2 separate regions of the Mus musculus genome follow, and region 2 is linked to region 1. A link is a contact called in public promoter capture Hi-C data. All regions are on one chromosome and are shown on one strand. The core of a region is the stretch at or near the end of the contact, and the rest is flanking DNA. Distances in the headings are between cores, read along the strand shown.

The links. Promoter capture Hi-C pulls out the DNA fragments that hold promoters and counts their contacts.
Region 2: a contact with region 1 is called in a promoter capture Hi-C map of hippocampal neurons, with 8 times the contacts expected there. The contact joins the promoter of Rasl2-9 here to the promoter of Rps9 in region 1. A contact is called at or near these places in 2 of 39 promoter capture datasets (hippocampal neurons and liver) and 1 of 115 datasets of contacts at active chromatin or transcription factors (astrocytes).

What each region holds. Positions count from the first base shown.
Region 1 is chr7:3,700,477-3,706,399 of GRCm38.p6, reverse strand. It overlaps Rps9 (ribosomal protein S9), which reads right to left and starts at 2,359. Exons shown (of 5, transcript NM_029767.2): 1 at 2,336-2,359; 2 at 1,952-2,073; 3 at 1,632-1,754; 4 at 481-667. The coding sequence starts at 2,048. Tsen34 (tRNA splicing endonuclease subunit 34) reads right to left here. Exons shown (of 5, transcript NM_001164204.1): 5 at 5,365-5,872. The coding sequence ends at 5,685.
Region 2 is chr7:5,122,908-5,128,830 of GRCm38.p6, reverse strand. It overlaps Rasl2-9 (RAS-like, family 2, locus 9), which reads left to right and starts at 2,881. Exons shown (of 1, transcript NM_009028.2): 1 at 2,881-3,889. The coding sequence starts at 2,902. The coding sequence ends at 3,552. It also overlaps the pseudogene Gm47692.

The sequences.
Region 1 (5,923 bases), core at 1,110-3,609:
CTCTGTATAGCTGTCATGATTGGTGCTCATTTACAGAAGGGTTAACGAGCATGCAATTTCATTTACCCCAGTCACTTCAGACAGGTGCATTCTCAACTGGCAAATTAACAAGTAGAAATATAGCAATGAAGGCCTAGATTGTACCTCCACAGACAGCTTTGTCACCTCAACATTGACTCCAATCTCCCTCCAGGGGGGGTGGCACCAAGAGCTGTTACCTGTCCAGCTGCTTGAGTGCCTGGCAGACACCTTCACAAGGTGTACGGCTTGAGCCGCAGTGACCCTTGCGCTGGGCTATGGGGAAACAAGGCTGTCCCCAGTCCCCCATAAGCTGTTTGCAGGGCACGATTCTGAACCCTCAAGGGTAAGCTCACATCTGTCAGCTCCAAAGGCTGCACAGGAGATAGAATGGCAACTTAGCTAACGAAACCAACGGCACAAGTAGGGAAATAAAGATTTACAGGCCCAGCTGCAACTCACCTAATGTGACGTTGGCGGATGAGCACACGGGCATGGTGAATAGATTTGGCCAGGCCCAGCTTAAAGACCTGGGTCTGCAGCCGCCTCTCCAAGAAATCCTCAATCTTCAGGCCCAGGATGTAATCCAGCTTCATCTTGCCCTCGTCCAGCACCCCAATGCGAACAAGCCGCCGCAGGAGAGCATTGCCTGTGACAGGGGGAGCAGCAGCCAATGAGGCCCGACCTCAGACTTCCCCAGTCTCTGAGTAGAGGACTACAGCTTTCACTCATTTTTGTAGGGAGCTCTGGTGCCTGATAACTTTTCTTCCCAGAGCCCTAGGCTTGAGACCCTGACATGGCCACTGTGCCACCCTTTCACCAACAGGCATCACGCAGGCTTACAGTTTTTCATCCAGCCTTTAAGCCTAAGATTAAGAGCTCTAATGCTCAACTTTAAAAACAATTTTCATTTTCACAACATGAAAAGCTAGGGCTAACAGTTCAAAGGCAATCTGAGCTACACAGTACCATCAGGCCAACAATATATACACAAACAGCACACATTTATTCCTCAGACTACTCTCCCAGGAGTTAAATGAACTGTGTATGTAGGCCCAGTCACCTATAAGAAACCCTAAGTATGGAATATAAATATGTTAAAATATAGGCTCAACCTGGATTAACATTGTATAAACGCTACCCAGATGCAAATGCAAAAATACGTCCCCCGGATGGAAAAATAATCATTACTCCTCTTACACCACATGAAACTAAATAAAACATCCAGTATTAAGACAGAAAAAGCATTAGTGCAACTCCCATTGTCTTTGGCCTCCATTTGTCCAATGCAGACAGAACTAGATTCTAGAAACTCAAAAAGAATCCTTGTGGTGTGATTGGGGGGCGGGTGGGGGGGTGTCGCAGAGAGGAAACTGGGAAGAGAAATAACATTTGAAATGTAAATAAAATAACCAATAAGAATCCTTGTGACACATACCCAGCACTTCTGAATTTCTGGCAGTTTATGGCAAGACTGACTTACATTTGAGTTCCAGGCCAATCTACACCAAGACCCTGTCTCAATCCCCACTAGCCCAACTTGTTCAGTCACATCTCCCACGCCCTAAAACACTCAGCAACCACCACTCCTTCGAAAATAGGCTCATACACACCTTCAAACAGACGCCGGGGATCCTTCTCGTCTAGCGTCAACAGCTCCCGGGCCGCCTTACGGATCTTGGCCAGGGTAAACTTGACCCTCCAAACCTCACGTTTGTTCCGGAGTCCATACTCTCCTGCACGTGGTTGGGAGGAGACCGCGGGGCAAGAGCCATGGGTTACTACATGTGCATGGCGACTAGAGAACACAAAACTAAACTGCAATCCTCTGGCGCCACACAGGATGCTCCAGAACGAGCACGTGGGAGACAGACATCATGGCTACCTAACTCTTCCCGGATCCGCAATTCGAAATTCTACTTTGGCCACTCACCAATCAACTTTAGCTCCTGGTCGAGACGCGACTTCTCGAAGGGTCTCCGTGGGGTCACATAGGTTTTGCGACAAACCCAGCTTCTGGCGACCGGCATGTTGACCTCGCTAGGCCGGCTGCGCCTGCGCAGTAAAGTGTCGTTTTAAAAAATAATCTTGTGGCGCATGTGCAGCAAAACCCCGCTAGGGACACGGCGACACCAACTCGGCTCTCAGAGAAATCCGCCTTAGAAAACTTGAAAATGGGATTGTTCCACAACCGTGTTGTAACTTCCAGCCACCTTCGCCCCACCCTCTTACTCAGCATGTTCATGAAGATTCGAATGGCTCCGTTACCTTACACCATCAACCCCTAAAAGGCGAACTCAACAATCAGAACACTCACCTACGAACTCAGGCCCGAGACAAAGAGAGACAAGGCGGTTGGACCGAGGTCTTATAGTAACGTCGCCTTGTAGTGACGTCATCACGCACCGCTCGCGACTACGCCAATCAGAAGCAGGAAAGCCATAGAGACGAGCAGGCCGGCTAGAGCGGCGCTTCGCTGGGCCGACTTGCCAGTGAGGTGGTTAGGCGATTAAAGGGCTATGGTGACATTTGGTTAATCCAAGAATTAACGAGGCTGCCCCTTCCAGGGCTAAAGCATTGATTGAGTAACCACAGTTGTCACTTTTTGTTTCAACAAAAACTCTTGGTAAAAACTTACAGGGAATTAAGGGCAGCAGCCAAGGTTCCCCACCACTGTCTCAATCTCATGGCAGTGCCCTTGCCCTTAAAAGTACTCGGGTTTGTTTGGAGAGATGGCTCAGCGGTTAAGAGCACTGATTGCTCCTCCAAAGGTCCTGAAAATCCCAGCAACCCCATGGTGGGTCACAACCATCTGTAATGAGATCTGACCACCTACAGTGTATTTAGATATAATAGATAAATAAATCTTCTTTTAAAAGTGCTAAGATTTTAGGTGTGAGCCACAAAATACAATAATAAAAAATACAAACATTATGAAAATAGTATAAATATGTCGTGCTGGGCTTATTTTAATATTGAAATACACATCTTGTGCTGGTTTGTCTTGACAGCTTGACACAAACCTAGACATGTGGAAAGAGGAACTCATTTAAGAAAGTGCCTCCATCATCTTGGCCTATAGGCAAGTCTCTCCTAATCTATTTATTGTTTTGATGCAGGGTTTCCTATCAAATGACTATGAATTCCAGATCCTTCTGTCTATACCTCCCAAATGCTGGAATTACAATCCGCTTTCATGCAACTGATATGTTTGTTTGTTGAGACAGGGTCTTTCCTCTTATTCCTGGCTGTCCTGGAGCTTCCTATTCAAACTCACAGAGTTCTGCCTGGCTCTGTCTCCCAAGTACTGGGATTAAAGACATGCACTACCACAGCCAGCTTTGTGTATATCTGATATTTTATAACTATTTTTTATTTAAGGGAAATGGGGTCTATGAGTCCTGGCTATCCTGGAACTATGAACTATGTAGCCAGGCTGGCCTCAAACTCATAGACATGTCCTTGCCTCTGTCCTTGAATAGTAGGAGGATAGGCCTGTACCACTAGGCCTAGCTCAGATATTTTTTATTTTAAACAGTGTGATTGGTAAGAATTTACACTTGCGCGGGGCAGTCTTTAATCCCAGCACTTGGGAGGCAGAGGCAGGTGGATTTCTGAGTTCAGGGCTACCCTGGTCTACAGAGTGAGTTCCAGGGCTATACAGAGAAACCCTGTCTTGGAAAAAAAAAAAAATTTGCACTTGCATTTGTATACTCAAAAGGCATCTTGTTCATTTAGTCTGGGAGGACAGATTGGTAGACAAGGAGACAGATTAGCTTACTTTCTGGGTCAAACATTTGCTTTCTAAATTTTTTTTTTGTTGTTTTTTGTTTGTTTGTTTGTTTGTTTTTTCCGAGACAGGGTTTCTCTGTATAGGCCTGGCTGTCCTGGAACTCACTCTGTAGACCAGGCTGGCCTCGAACTCAGAAATCCGCCTGCCTCTGCCTCCAGAGTGCTGGGATTAAAGGCGTGCACCACCACGCCCGGCTGCTTTTTAATTTTTAAAAATGATTTATTTAATGTGTACAAGTATTTTTCCTGCCTATATCCACACAAATACTCCATGTGTGTACCTAGGACCTTCAAAGGTCATAAGGGGTTAGATACCCAAAGACTGGAGTTGTGAGCCCTGTTTGTGCTGTGAACAAAACTCAGGTACTGGGGCTGGCAAGATGGCTCAGTGGTTAAGAGCACTGACTCTTCCTGAGTTCAAATCACAGCAACCACATGGTGGCTCACAACCACTAGTAATGAGATCTGGCACAGTCTTCTGGTTCGTCTGAAGACAGCTACCGTGTAGTAATAAATCTTTGGCCTGGAGCAAGCAGAGTTGACCAGAGCAAGCAGAGGTCCTAAAAATTCAATTCCAAACAACCACATGAAGGCTCACAACCATCTGTTCAGCTACAGTGTACCCATATACATAAAATGATTTTTAAAAAAAAATCAAAAAAACAAACAAACAAAAACAAAACCCTCAGGTCCTATGCAAGAACACCGAGCCACCTCTCCAGCCCATATTTGTTGATTTGAGACAGGCCCTGCTGGCCTGTAACTTGCCATGTAGACCAGGCTAGCCTTGATCTCAGAAATTCCCCTGCCTTCACCTGAACACTGGGATTAATGGTATAAACCACCACACCAAGTTAATTTTTTTAAAAACTACATATATGTCTGTGTGAGTATGTACACCTGAGTGTAGTTGTGTTTAGAGGGCAGAATAGGGCACCAAATTCCCTGAAGATGGAGTTGCAAACACATAGGAGCTGTCCTCTGTGTTGGGAACTGAACTCAGCCCCTTTGGAAAACCTCAACTGCTGAGCCTCTACAACCCCACAAATGTAGCCCAGGCAGGTCTCACACTCATGATCTTCCTGCCTTTGCCTCTTCCGCATATCTTTCTGGACTGGTTTACACCACCACAAGCAGCTCATGCAACAGTTCTAGTTATAACCTTTACATCACATATCTAAAATGGTTTGTAGTAATCTCAAAGGAACCAATAAGATGGCTCAGCCCTTAAAGATCCTTGATGGCAAGCCTGATAACCTGAGTTCGTTCCCTGAGACCCACAAGGTAAAAAGAGAACAGGCTCTCTCAAATTGTCCTCTGACCTCCTCCTAAGTTCCATGGCACACGCATGCTTACATACATACACAGGTATACTTACAATAAATAAACGCCATATCTTCAAGGCAACCCTTAGTGCAATGAAAAGAGGCAGATTCCTGAATCACAAAGACCAGGTATAATGGCCCAGGCCCAGTTTTGTGACCCTGGTCAAGTCATTTCCCATTCCCTTTTCTCATCTGAATACAGGAATGAGAGCCCCACATTTCAAGGATTGTTGTAAGGACTCAAAATACAAACATTTATTCAACAAATTTATTAGAACTGCAGGAACCTAAGCCCCGCAAGAAACACAAAAGCCAAACAAAAGCAGTCTCCATGCTCAACAAGCACAATTTGGAAACAAAATAAAGAACAACACAGGTAGTAATCGCCTTAAAACAGGAAAAACAAAACCAAAAAACAAACAGAAAGGATGTAGTGTTCAAAACCCTGGAATCGGAACAAACCAGGCAGAGCAGGAGAGCGCAAGCCTCCGTGCAGAGATGAGCTGGGGTGACCATTGAAGAGGGTTCTTGCCACACACAGTCTCCAGCTCACTGCAGGCTGGCCCACTGCAGGGATGTGTAGACCACCTTCCCATCAGGCTGAGGGGAGCAGAGCAGCAGGGTCTTCCTGACACTGGTTCCCAGGCGGCCTGCAGAGACCAGGTCCTGAAGTGGGATGGGGTCCTCAGCAGACCAGCACTGAGCAATGTAGTGAGCATGGAAACGCAGTGGATCACCTGGGGGAAAGAAAGATGCATAGCAGTTCCCCTCCGCAGGGGCTGGGATGA
Region 2 (5,923 bases), core at 1,632-4,131, 1.4 Mb before region 1:
AGCATCAAACTTTTTATACAGAATAACAAGAAACCAGGCGAACACATCCGCTAAGTTACAGTGACACAAAACAAAAGGAATGCATACATCAAAAGATGGCGGGGGACCAGGCCTCATTTACCACTTAGAAAGGAGCCAGGTGTAATGCTAGTCTATTGTTAAACCCACCACCAGGGGTTCTTAGTAAATGCCTGATTATGCTGTTCCTTTGGGCCTAGTGAAGAAACCTGTCCCAGGGGGATTCCCTAACTCTTTCATGGTTACCCCACCTATTTGCTAGGCCATTGTGTCCTAAGGCTACTGTCCTAAATAATCACTCTGCAGACTAGCCCTGAGCTATTCTAGCTCCGTTCGGAAGCACTGGGTGCTCCTCAGGGGCCACACACACGCTTCTCTACTAGAAGTAAATTTGAATGTTACTGAATAGGTAACCTTCTCACTGAATTCCCACTAAATTCCAAGCTCCTCGGCGTCGAGGATTTTCTAGGACATTGCAACACTGGCGAAGGCTTAGCTATGTCAAGCAATCAAATCTTAAAGGCACTTATAATAAAACAATACTGAAAGAGAGCACGTGGATCCATACACCAAACTAACACGGGAAAAGGGTTTGAGTATACGGGCTATGGGAATGCCAAGGTTCCAGGAGGCATAGTTTCCTTGAAACTCATTGCCTCGTGAGTGTTTCCAGGCCTCTTGGCCTGTCAAGCAGACTTCACCGGAGTGGGCGTAGGAGGTGCTCTCCTTGTATGTATCTGGGCGCACCACTGGCATTGTCATGGACTCTGGTGACGGGGTCACACACACAGTGGCCATCTATGACAGCTACACCCTTCCTCACGCCATCTTGTGTCTGGACCTGGTTGGCCAGGACCTGACAGAGTACCTCATGAATTCCTGACTGAACGGGGCTACAGCTTTACCACCACTGCTGAGAGGGAAATTGTGACAAGGAGAAGCTGTGCTATGTTGCCCTGGATTTTGAGCAAGAAAAGGCTACTGCTGCATCATCTTCCTCCTTGGAGAAGAGTTACTAGCTGCCCGATGGGCAGGTGATCACCATTGGCAATGAGCGGTTCTGGTGTCCGGAGGCACTCTTCCAGCATTCCTTCCTGGGCATGGAATCCTGTGGCATCTACGAGACCACCTTCAACTCCATCATGAAGTGTGATGTGGATATCTGCAAAGACCTGTATGCCAATACACTGCTGTCTGGTGGTACCACCATGTACCCAGGCATTGCTGACAGGATGTAGAAGGAGATCACAGCCCTAGCACCCAGCACAATGAAGATTAAGATCATTGCTCCCCCTGAGCGCAAGTACTCAGTCTGGACCTGCGGCTCCATCCTACCTCACTGTCCACCTTCCAGCAGATGTGGATCAGCAAGCAGGAGTATGATGAGTCGGGCCCATCGTCCACTGCAAATGCTTCTAGATGGACTGAGCAGGTGCCAGGCATCTGCTGCATGAGCTGGTATTGAAGTATCGATTTGCCCTGGCAAATGTACACACCTCATGCTAGCCTCATGAAACTGGAATAAGCCTTTGAAAAGAAATTTGTCCTTGAAGCGTGTATCTGATATCAGCACTGGATCATAGAACTTGCTGATTTTTGACCTTGTATTCAAGTTAACTGCTCCCTTGGTATATGTTTAACACCCTGTGCATATCTTGATTCAGTCCTTAGTTCATGTGGCTCGGTCACTTGGGGCTGGGGAGAACACGCAGTGGAAGAGAAAGGCCCAGCCTGGTGGATCTCTGTGAGCACCACGGAGTGATCTGTGCAGGGTATTAACCAACAGCAGACTTCCAGGATTTCCCGAGGCTGGCAAGGGCTCCTGAACCAGTTACCACTCCTTCTTGCCAGTCTAACAGGGTGGGAAAGTCCGAGCCTTAGGACCCAGTTTCCGTTCTGGTTTCTTCCCTCCTGACCACCATCGGTTGTTAGTTGCCTTGAGTTGGGAACGTTTGCATCGACACCTGTAAATGTATTCATTCTTTAATTTATGTAAGGTTTTGTTGTACTCAATTCTTTAAGAAATGACAAATTTTGGTTTTCTACTGTTCAGTGAGAACATTAGGCCCCAGCAACACGTCATTGTGTAAAGAAATTAAAGTGCTTCAGTAACTGAAAAAAAAAAAAAATTTCCTACTACCTATGATATCAAGCTTGGCTTTCTACAAGAGTTCAATCTCTGACTCTCATTTAATTCTTCCATTCCTTCACACACATATATATATATATATATATATATATATATATATATATATATATACTTTTTTTTTTTTTTTTTTTTTTTGGTTTTTCGAAACAGGGTTCTCTGTATAGCCCTGGCTGTCCTGGAACTCACTTTGTAGACCAGGCTGGCTTCGAACTCAGAAATCCGCCTGCCTCTGCCTCCTGAGTGCTAGAATTAAAAGTGTGCGCCACCACACCCGGCTCTATATTTCTTTTATATTTGACATAAGATCGCCTTTTTTTTTTCCTTTGTCTCTAAAAACAAATTGTGCAGCCCGTTGCTTAGGCAAAAGGAGTTTTGTCAGAAAAGTTCAGATCTAACAGATCTGTTCAGGATGGCAGGCAGTTCACTGAGCCAAGCTGCCTTCCTCTGTGTCCCTGTCATGAATCCTTGATTCGGTACAATTCAGTAGGCTTCATCCAAGAAATGCAGAGATGGTTCAGTAAGTGAAAATCAGTCCTGGAAGGTAGCTGGAAGGACCCGGCAGAGCGCAACACGAGGGTTGGTTGTCCTTCGGGTGGGCACCGCAGCGGCGGGCGGTGCCCAGCTTCCCTTCCCCCACAGTCTGGTACAGAGTCTGCCTTCCCGCGCGCTCTTCCCGGCCGCTGCCTTTAGAGGGCGCACGTGCAGCAGCCGCTCTCTCCGGCAGGATCGCCGCGATGGCCGCCCAGGGAGAGCCGCAGGTCCAGTTCAAGGTCGTCCTGGTGGGCGACGGCGGCACCGGAAAGACGACATTCATGAAGCGCCACTTGACCGGAGAGTTTGAGAAGGAGTATGTAGCCACCCTGGGCGTGGAGGTGCACACATTAGTCTTCCATACCAACAGAGGACCTATCAAGTTCAATGTGTGGGACACAGCCGGTCAGGAGAAGTTCGGGGGGCTGCGCGATGGCTACTACATCCAAGCCCAGTGTGCCATTATAATGTTTGACGTAACATCAAGAGTTACTTACAAGAATGTGCCTAGCTGGCATAAAGATCTAGTGCGTGTGTGTGAAAACATCCCCATTGTATTGTGTGGCAACAAAGTGGATGTTAAAGACATGAAAGTGAAGGCAAAACCTATTCTCTTCCACCGAAAGAAGAATCTTCAGTACTATGACATTTCTGCCAGAAGTAACTACAACTTTGAAAAGCCTTTCTTCTGGCTTGCCAGAAAGCTCATTGGAGATCCTAACTTGGAGTTCGTTGCCATGCCTGCTCTTGCCCCACCTGAGGTAGTCATGGACCCAGCTTTGGCAGCACAGTACGAGCATGATTTAGAGGTTGCTCAGACGACTGCTCTCCCAGATGAGGAAGATGACCTGTGAGAAAGTGAAGCTGGAGCCCTGCGTCAGAAGTCTATTTTAGGCAACTGTCCTGTGATGCCAGCCAGCGGTGCAGTGTGTGTGCCACCTTATTTAGCTAAAGGAGATCGTGCAATTCATTGGGATGCTGAAGGAGATGAATGGGCTTCGGAGTGAATGTGGCAGTTAAAATACACCTTCATTTTTTTGGACTTGCGTATTTAGCCCCCTGGAACAGAGTTGTTCTGGATTTCAAAGATAAGACTGCTACCGTAGCATCACAATAGTCAGTGGTGAAATCTTGTTTGTAACTGTCATTCCCACTCTTTCATTTAGAATCAGAATAAAGTTGTATTTCATATTTGAAATATCTTCTAAATATCTTCTAAAAAAGAGAAAAATAAAATCAGCAAATGTAATCTATCACATAAACAAATTAAAAGGGGAAAAAAAACATGATCATATCTTTAGATGCACAAAGGGCCTTTGACAAAATCCAACACCTCTTTATCATAAAACTCCTTGAGAGCCTAGGGATACAAAAGACATACCAAACATAGCAAAGGCAATATAAAGCAATCTGATAAGCCGGGAGTGGTGGTGCCTTTAATTAAATGCCTTTAATCCCAGCATTTGAAAGGCAAAGGCAGGCGAATTTCTTTTTTTTTTAAGATTTATTTATTTATTATATGTAAGTACACTGTAGCTGTCCTCAGATACTCCAGAAGAGGGCATCAGATGATTGTGACCACCTTGTGGTTGCTGGGATTTGAACTCGGGACCTTTGGAAGAGCAGTCGCGCTCTTAACCACTGAGCCATCTCGCCAGCCCCCAGAGAATTTCTGAGCTCAAGGCCTGCCTGGTCTACAAAAGTGAGTTCCAGGACAGCCAGGGCTATACAGAGAAACCCTGTCTTGAAAACCCAAAAAAAAAGCAATCTGATAGCAAACATCAAATTAAAGGGAGATAAATTCAAAGCAGTTCTACCAAAATAAGGAGGAAGACAAGCTGTCCACTCTTTACATATCTATTGACTATTATACTTGAAGTTTTACCTAGAGCAATAAGACAACTGAAGGAAATCAAGGGGATACAAGTTATTTTTCAAAAAATAGTCAAAGTATTGATGTTTGTAGATTATATAATAGTATACATAAGTGACCTTAAAAAAATCCACAAAGGGGGTTGGGGATTTAGCTCAGTGGTAGAGCGCTTGCCTAGCAAGCGCAAGGCCCTGGGTTCGGTCCTCAGCTCTGGAAAAAAAAAAAATCCACAAGGGAGCCGGGCGTGGTGGCGCACGCCTTTAATCCCAGCACTTGGAAGGCAGAGGCAGGCAGATTTCTGAGTTCGAGGCCATCCTGGTCTGCAGAGTGAATTCCGGGACAGCCAGGGCTACACAGAGAAACCCTGTCTTGGAAAACAAAACAAAAAACAAACAAACAAAAAAATCCACAAGGGAAATCCTACAGCTGATAAATACTTTCAACAAAGTAACTAGATACAAGCTTAACTTTTAAAAATCAGCAGCCCCTACAAGTAGCAAATGGACTGAGAAAGAAATTGGGAAAACAACACCTTTTACAATAGCCTCAAATAACGTAAAATATCTTGAGGTAACTCTAACAAAGCCAAGGAAAGACCTGTATGACAAAAACTTCGAGTCTTGGAAGAAAGAAATTGAAGAAGATATTAGCCAGGCAGTGGTGGTGCTTGCCTTTAATCCCAGCACTTGGGAGGCAGAGGCAGGCAGATTTCTGAGTTCAAGGCCAGCCTGGTCTAGAGTAAGTTCCAGGACAGCCAGGGCTATACAGAGAAACCCTGCCTCAAAAAAAAAAAAAAAAAAAAAAAAGAAAGAAAGAAAGAAAGAAAGAGAGAGAGAGGGGGGGGGGGGGAGGGAGGGAGGGAGGGAGGGAGGAAGGAAGGAAGGAAGGAAGGAAGGAAGGAAGGAAGGAAGGAAGGAAGGAAGGAAGGAAGGGGAAAGATATCAGAAAATGGAGAGATCTCCCATGATCATGGGTCAACAGGATTAACATAGTAACAATGGCCCTTCTACCAAAAGCAATCTGCAGATTCAATGCAATCCTCATCAGAATTCCAACTCAATTCTTTACAGACTTTGAAAGGACAATTCTCAACATCATATGGAAAAACAAAAGATCCAGGATATCAAAAATAATCCTGAACAATAAAAAAACTGCTGGAAGTATCACTATCCCTGACTTCACATTGTACTACAGAGCTGTAGTAATAAAAACTATATGGTATTGGCATTAAAAACACAGTGATCAATGGAATCAAACTGAAGACCCAGTCATAAGTCCACACACCTATGGATACCTAATTTTATTTATAAAGAAGCTAAAAAAAAACACTAAAAAAAATAGAAATCATCTTC